Regions from separate parts of the Gossypium hirsutum genome. Here region 1 is linked to region 2. A link is a contact called in public Hi-C data. All regions are on one chromosome and are shown on one strand. The core of a region is the stretch at or near the end of the contact, and the rest is flanking DNA. Distances in the headings are between cores, read along the strand shown. Region 1 holds the start of LOC107899444 (protein IQ-DOMAIN 1). Region 2 holds the start of LOC107899437.

Region 1 (4,336 bases), core at 300-2,799, 180 kb after region 2:
TCCCTATAAAATAATTAAATTAAAAGATAATTTATGGAAAAATTGTACTTTTGGCCCTCAAAAATGAAGAAAATGATGTTTTATTCCTTAAAAAATGATGAAACCATAAATCAATAGATTATAAAATTTATTATTCAATTCTAACCTCCTAAAAAGTTCCTAGATTTGCCCCTGAGTGTGAAACCCTTTTTCTCAATCTAAAAGGGTCTGGTTAGGGTCTCATTAATAGGGATGACAACGGAGTAGAACAAGGGTGGATGTTGTCAAATCTATTACCATTCTATTGTTGGCATCATTTACCCCACCACCTGCCCCACTCCATTATGAACGTGTAACATTAAAAATCTCTATAGACGTTGGATGCATCCATCCTCACATCGTACCATCTTGATTCGATTTAATTTTTACTAGTTATTTTTAATCTTTTTAAAAGGCAAGTAAATATTTAAAGATAATTCTTCAAAAAGAATGTCTAAACATAAAACATATGAGTTTTCTATATCACATTTCTATATTTTTACTCTTTTACTAATTATATACACAAAGGTAAAATAACAATTTTGTATAGTGGAGTGGGACGGGATGAGCCAATTAATTACCATAATCATTACACCCATTGTCAAAAGAAAGTCCAACTTGTTCTGCATCCATTTTAAATAAAAAAAAATCTCTCCATTCAAAATAGAATGGTTCGAAATCTATTGAACGGTTTAGATTTTTTTATCCCTACTCGTCGAGAAAAAAGTTCTCTAACGCCTTGGGAGTTAAATCGCCAATGTTTATCTATGACGATTCAAGGATAAATCGAAATAACACTGTTCATTTCATACTATTTCAATAAATAATTCATAGAATATATTATTATTTTTTTATTTGTATTATTTACAAAAAAAACCAAATAATAATAACAGGAATAACAACAACAATAAGGGTAAACTACACTTGTAGTTACTCAATTATTGGTAAATATTTTTTTGGTTACTCAACTATTAAATTTTTTTTTATCACCGAATGTTAAATGACTAATGAGAAGATGACGTGACAACTTTTAAAATTGGTAAATAGCAAATTTAACCATCGACATTTATGCATTGTATCAATTTAGTTTTGATTCTAAAAATAAAATCTTTAACGTCTACACATAGTGATTTGTTTTTTTTTCAATTTTTTATTTTTGTTTGTGACCCTTTCACCTAAAAATCTAAAAAAGAAAATCTATCAACTAATTTTAGTCGAAAATATATCAAAAATGAAAATACCAAATTCAAGATAATATTTTTCATCTTTTTTTTTCATTCTTTTAAAATTAACCATCAATGTCTCAAATAAAAAAAATTACAAAAAAAATCTAATTATAAAATGTGTAAATATTGAGGATAATTTTTTATAGAATTAAGACTAAATTAACGCAATGTATAAATATTAAAGTTAAATTTTAAAAAATGTGAAATTATATTTGTGGTAGTAAAAACGGATGACTAAAGAATTTTGGAATAATGGAATGACTAAATAAGTTAAATGGAATCTGACGAGTAACGCTAATAATGACAAGAATAATAGTAAGACAACTTTTTGTAGTGTACTTGCTTGGTGTTGCCGCAGCAGTTATGTTTTGTTGCTTGTTTTGATTAATTTATTTTAAAGTGGTCTAGGGGACATGCTGGGTCCCAACTTTTCTTAGTTATCCTCTGCAAATGCCAACCTGTTCTTTTATTATTATTTTCCGCCATTTTTGCTCTCTTTCAAGCTTTATTTTTTGCCTAGATCCACTTCTCTCTCTTCGATTTTTAATTACTGCATTTTTGTTTTAGTACACAACAAGAACAACTAAGAGATAGAATGTGACTTATCAATCTTTTAACTGAGATCTGTGAGAATTTTTCTATGTACCAAGGTATTGTAAATTTTCAGTAGTTTCCTGGGTACATTTTTGTTTTCATTTTGAACGTATTTATTGAGTTTTTGTCTTAATAAAACTGTTCAAATTTGGAAACTTTGATATGGTTTTTTTTTCGTAAAGATCTTCTATTTCTGGAATCTGGGTTGTTCTTCATTTCTCAGATTGAATTCATTTTTCTTTTATAAATATTAATTCTCATTGAATTTCATGTTCTTGAAGAACAGGAATTATTTACAGATGGGAAAAAAAGGTGGCTGGTTTTCTATTGTGAAGAAAGCTTTGAGCCCTGAATCCAAGAAATCTCAGGTTTCAATGATTTAATTCATAATCTAATGGATTTCTTTTTTCGGTTTGGGTTTTCTTAGATTTGTTGTTTTTAATTAATTTCAGCACCAAACTCCAAAGCCAAAGAAAAAATGGTTCGGAAAAAGCAAAGATTTGGGACCTGTGTCTGTGCCTGAAGAAACTGAAGTGATAACTGAAGATGTAAAGTTAAAAGAAGCTGAAAACGAACAAAGCAAACATGCCTACTCTGTGGCTCTTGCAACCGCTGTGGCGGCCGAGGCCGCGGTGGCAGCTGCTCAGGCGGCTGCTGAAGTTGTCCGTCTCACTTCTCAGCCGCGCCGTCTGGGGAAGTCAAAGGAGGAAATAGCTGCTATCAGGATTCAAACAGCATTTCGTGGATATTTGGTATATATATATATATCATTCCTTTTCTTTTCTTTTCTTTTTGCTTAATTTTGATGTTTTATGTTCTTATTTATTACTTAATGAATTCAAACATTTTTGAAGGATCCGAAAATACATTGTGTTCGCCTGTTGTTTATATAAACATATATGTATGAAGTTTTACTGGATTTTCCATTGTTGTCGTCCATGTCGGTGCTATTGCTTGAATTGAACGTTGTTATTGATTTTGAAATGATCGTTGGACATTTTGTTCGTATCGGCCTTTCTTGATGATTACTTGTGGCTAATTATGTTGATGATGATTACGAAAGGTGTTCTTGAGTGATGGTGATGTGTAGTATAATCATAAATTCTCCTGAATCATTTGTTTTGTGAGCGATTAATCATATTCATGCTATGAGTTATGGCATTTGAGTTCTCAGGCTAGGAGGGCACTGCGAGCTTTGAGAGGGTTGGTAAGGTTGAAATCGTTGATCAGAGGGCAATCCGTCAAACGCCAAGCAACTACAACGTTAAGATGCATGCAGACTCTAGCTCGTCTGCAGTCTGAGATTTCTGCAAGGAGGATTAGAATGTCAGAAGAGAACCAGGCTCTTCAGCGCCAGCTTCAACAGAAATGCCAGAAAGAGCTCGAGAAGTTGAGAGCTCCCGTAAGTTCCTCGATTTTAGCACATTTTATGCTTTGAGCTCATGATTTCCTAAATCTTCTTCGACTTTTTGGCTTTCCTTGGACCATTTTTTTATGGATCTTGACCCTATTTGGACTTTACTGTACCTTTTACCAAACTCATAACACAATCTGTCCTCTAGAGTTTTGCATACAAATACTGAATTTCTAGAGGGTTGAGCCCTCATGTTTTTCTTTGAAGTAATTTTCTTCCATTTGATGATCGGTTTTGTTGTATTTTCCACTACCTTTAAAACTCCTTTAGTGAAAGATCCGACCTTCCGGAAAACAATGAAGGTGGTATTATGTATGAAACCTGTCTCATACTGAAAGACTACCTTTCCCAACATTTGGACTTTGTGGAAAACCTTTTAAGGCTGATAGCAGAAGCATTTTACTTATAAGTCCTACTGTTTCTACTATTTAAGCAGAATGTATATGAACGCTGTTGAATCTACGGATTTGTTGTTTAAACGTGTAATTTGCAGATGGGAGAAGACTGGAACGATAGTACACAGTCGAAGGAGCAGATCGAAGCAAGACAACAAAATAAGCAAGAAGCTACTATGAAAAGGGAAAGAGCATTGGCTTATGCATACTGTCACCAGGTATCGGGTTCTACAAACTTTTTGTTTGCAAGAATGTAGATAACTGTGTAATGCTTTTCATATTTACAATCCAAATGTAGAATCATGAATCTAAATTTGTTACAGAGCTAAATGACCCTCGTTTTTCTTTTCTGTTAACAGCGATCGTGGAAGAACTGTTCTAGATCAGTGAATCAAACATTTATGGATCCAAGTAATTCGCACTGGGGTTGGAGTTGGTTAGAGCGATGGATGGCAGCCCGGCCATGGGAAGTCCGAAGCACAACTGATAACAATGACCGTGGCTCAGTCAAGAGTATGGGTGCTCGTTCAATATCTATAAGTGAAATCAGCAGAGCTTATTCTCGAAGAGATCTTAACAATGATAACAAACCAAGTCCAACACCTCAGAAGTCAAGTCGAGTTCCTAGCCACCAGTCTCCATCGACTCCACCTTCAAAGGCACCTTCGATTTCATCGGTTTCTGGTAAA
Region 2 (3,964 bases), core at 121-2,620:
AATCAAGAATGTTTGAAACTTATTCAACAGCTAGTTTAGCTAGCTAAATGGCAAATCAGCTTGAAGTAAAGTGCAAAGGATCTAGACGAGCAATCCCAAGCTCGATCGGTGGAAGCCTTTTTCCAAATCTGTCCACCAAAGCCGAATTTGCTTCTTTGAATGCTTGGATCGAGCTCGATTAATTGGACTAATTTGTAGCTTGATTGGATCTCGATTGAAGTTAGCTGAGTCCCTGGGTGGGTTCGTATCAACAAGTTATTATTTACTATCATAATAGATTAGCCCAATTTAATAGTGATCTAATTTGATTAAGGTTTATCGAATTTTAATTATTAAATAAAGTATGAGTCAAATATATGTAAATATTCTAATAACTAATTTCTAATTAATGATGGGTTGATTAGAAATTAGGATTAATATGCAAAAGTTATATATTAGGGCTATGCTTCCCAAATTACACATCAGATAACTTTACTAATATTTCATATTTAGTTTCTCTAAATTTCTTGTGTGCTAATTTGGATTTCAAGAAATCAATGAACTTAGGTACGCTTCCATATCTAGTTTTGTTTTAAGTGATTTGACATAACAGATCCTGATTTATAGTTTTAAGTTTATATTAGATCTTGTTTTTACAGTTCTAACAATTGAGAATTAATGTTTTTAGATTAATTTGTTCTTAGGAGTATTTGGAATTATGTTAAAATTTTTAGTTTTGATTAGTTATGAATTAAGTTTTTAAAGTTTTCTTAATAATTTAGATTGAATATATAACATGAGATTGTTGATTGGGCAATTGCATGATTGGAATGTAATTCTTGATTTATAATTCACATCAATTTTTTTTCCTTCATTGGTTACTCATAAAATTACTAGAAGTCAGGATATGCATGCGATATATTTAGAATATCATATAGTGTGATATTATAGATTCTTATGATCTTTTGAAAAATATATTATGATATTCATATTTTTTATTATAATTTTTTAATCATTAGAACCATGAACTCAAAAGTTCATGGTAGACGGCTATGTTGATTTAGGGTGAGTTTGGATGGACGATTGAGTGCGGTGTGGCGCATTTACTTACTTTTTTTCTCACGCTACAGTATCTAATCTCACCACTACCGCTATTTTTACACTAATCGCAGATAAACGCACTGTCCATCCAAACTCACCTTTAATGTAAAACAAATATGAATCTTAGAAAAGCACGTGTAAAGTGTCAAAAGTTATAAATGCTTTGTAAGTAGATTATATGGCTATGGGCTCTAAATTAACCCTATTTCTATGGGAATAACAACTTTATATCATGTTTGGTTGAGTGTAATCCCATAACTTTTACTTGTCTATTCGGTAGGCCCAATTTATTACTTTGTTTGGTTGGGGGTATTTGCGAATAGGCCGGTAATGGAAACCGACTGTATTACGGGAAGGCTCGTAATACACATTCCGTCACATGGGTTAAGAATTGCGATTCCATTCAGGATGGAATGAAAATGAAACCATAGCTGGACCAAAATGTCCCCTCTTGCTTTCCCCAATTATTTTCCCAAATTGAAACCTGGGTTGAAATCAACGATATGCATAAGCTCACCCGCTTCAGATTGTTCATCCTGATTAAAGGTAAGTTATGTTAAAATTTTCATATTATTCGTTCTTCATCTTCATCTCTCTTCAAAAGATTTACTTTTTTTTGAGGATTTTTTGTTTCCCTGAATTTGGCTTAATTTGGGGATGATTTTTTCCCAGATTAACAAAGAAAAGTGAAGATTTAAAAAATAAATTTGTTTTTTTTTCTGGAACTTGTTTTCCCCTAACTATTACTCTGCCAACGCTTTTTTAGATGAACCAAAAAATTTGTAGAAATAAAAAGAATTTGATTTTATCAGGTCTTTTTCTTTTTGTTTCCCCCAAGTTTTCATTAATTCGACAATGTTTTTTTTTCTAGATTTAAAAAAAATTCAAGATTTCCAGAAAAAAATTGATTTGTTTCAAGACTTATTTCTTGTTTCCCATTGAATTTTACTTATATGTTTCTTGATCTGTAAAATTTTCGCAACTGGCTTGTTGCTTATTTTGGAATTATATTAATTTTTCATTTTGCTTTTATTTTGCAAGTAAGCAATCTGGAAGTTTACGATTTCTACTAGTTGATTTCCAAACATTTTAACATTTAAACATGCATATTGCAGACGTAAAAAACGATTATTTGTAGGTATTTTATCAAGGCTGGATATAAGGTTATCTTTTTATATTGGAGGTGAATTTTACTTTTGTTGATTGTTTATTTGTATGGTTGATTGTTTTTTGTTTGTGTTCAGTGGATATTTGTATTGATTCTGCAACTTGTGTGTGTGTAGGGGAACCTACCAGTCGTATTGCAGGTCTCTTCTTGAGGATCCTTTGCTGGAATGCTTTGTGCTCGTTGATGATTTCAATTTTCAAGGTTTGTGGATTATCTTTCTCTATGTTTTATAATTTGACATTGATCATGACTCGAATGCATTAAATTGGCTTTGTATAGGTTATTTTGTATGATATGAGTTATTGAATTACTTCATTAAAGAACTCTATAAGAGGATGGTGTCATAATTTAATAGAAATGTGCTTCTTTGTTTCATGTTGTTTTCTATATATGTTACGACATTTGATGCTGTTCAACTTGTTTTAGAGGAGTTTGGTCGAAGCATCGGTGAAATTTTTTAGAATTTTGATGTAAATCCTCTTGGTTCTGCATCAATCGCACATGTATTACTTTTTCATTTCTTTACCTGGCTTGAAGTTTTATATGAGCATGCTGGGAAGGGTATTGGTTTATGTATTTAAACATATAAAATCTTTGAAGGCTGAGCATTTTCATTAAATAAGCTTCATGCTTGCCAACATACAACAGGATATGACACATTTGCTGTTTTAATGCTACCATAAAGTTTAACAGTTTTGCGGGGTTCTCGGGTTCTGAAAATAGGATAATGCTTACAAGAATCTAGTGGATATACCTTAACATATGTTTGTATCTGAATTAGGTTCATCAAGCAGGATTGAGAGGTGATAAGATCGATGTTGTTGTTAAGGTAAGTCCCCTTGAAAATGATTTTAAAACCTCATATGTCTATGTGATTTTGACCATTCAAGCTTATGGCAGGTGCAACATCCGGGAATCCAGGATCTTATGATGAACGACATTCGTAACTTGCAAGCATTTGCACTATACATTCAGAAGAATGATATCAAATTTTATCTGTTTTCCGCTACCAAGGAAATGGAAAAACAGGTATCTGTATTCACACTGATGTTCCTTGCAAAACACATCTATCATTCTTTTATGTATTTTTCAGATTATGTAAATTGACAGTATCGTTCCACTTGGATTTGGATTTCTTTTTTCTTCAGCATGTCGTTAATTATTTATCCTTTTTGCTATGTAGAGAATTTGCGATTTATTATACGAGAATAACTTAAAGAACTATGAGTTTTTGAATAACATAAAATGAGAAATGGCTTTTGAGACAAAGGGATTACAGATCTCAGCTCCTTCTGTATTTATGTCGAGTTTTCTTCATGTTTTTGAATAACATAAAGAACTATGAGTTTTTGAATAACATAAGATCAAAGGACTATGAGTTTTGATTTTTTATTTCACATATGAAAAGAACTAATGTTATTAAAATTTAGTAATTTTCATGTAAAATTTGAAGCTTTTTATTTCACCAAAAGATTGCTATAAATAATTAATTTATTAAAGAGTATACCTTATAATTAATTGTTGTTATCATGTTATTATAAAGGATAAAATAAAATATAAAAAAAATGTTTTCTATTAAAATTGACTATTAAAATAAAATGTTATCATAGGATTATCATACCGTATGTTAAACTCATTTTTATATTGGCGATTGTGACCCAAGAGAACAGGTGAGAGGTTAGATTGAAGCAAATATATTAGAAATTGAAATATTCT

The links. A called contact is a pair of places that touch in the nucleus more often than the background predicts.
Region 1: a contact with region 2 is called in a Hi-C map of leaf, with 2.1 times the contacts expected there. The contact joins the promoter of LOC107899444 here to the promoter of LOC107899437 in region 2. A contact is called at or near these places in 2 of 34 Hi-C or Micro-C datasets (both in leaf).

Annotation. Positions count from the first base shown.
Region 1 is chrD04:18,412,263-18,416,598 of Gossypium_hirsutum_v2.1, forward strand. It overlaps LOC107899444 (protein IQ-DOMAIN 1), which reads left to right and starts at 1,550. Exons shown (of 6, transcript XM_016825164.2): 1 at 1,550-1,894; 2 at 2,125-2,206; 3 at 2,291-2,590; 4 at 3,013-3,240; 5 at 3,746-3,865; 6 at 4,007-4,336. The coding sequence starts at 2,138.
Region 2 is chrD04:18,235,944-18,239,907 of Gossypium_hirsutum_v2.1, forward strand. It overlaps LOC107899437, which reads left to right and starts at 1,371. Exons shown (of 5, transcript XR_001684683.2): 1 at 1,371-1,626; 2 at 2,196-2,263; 3 at 2,364-2,449; 4 at 3,030-3,077; 5 at 3,149-3,395.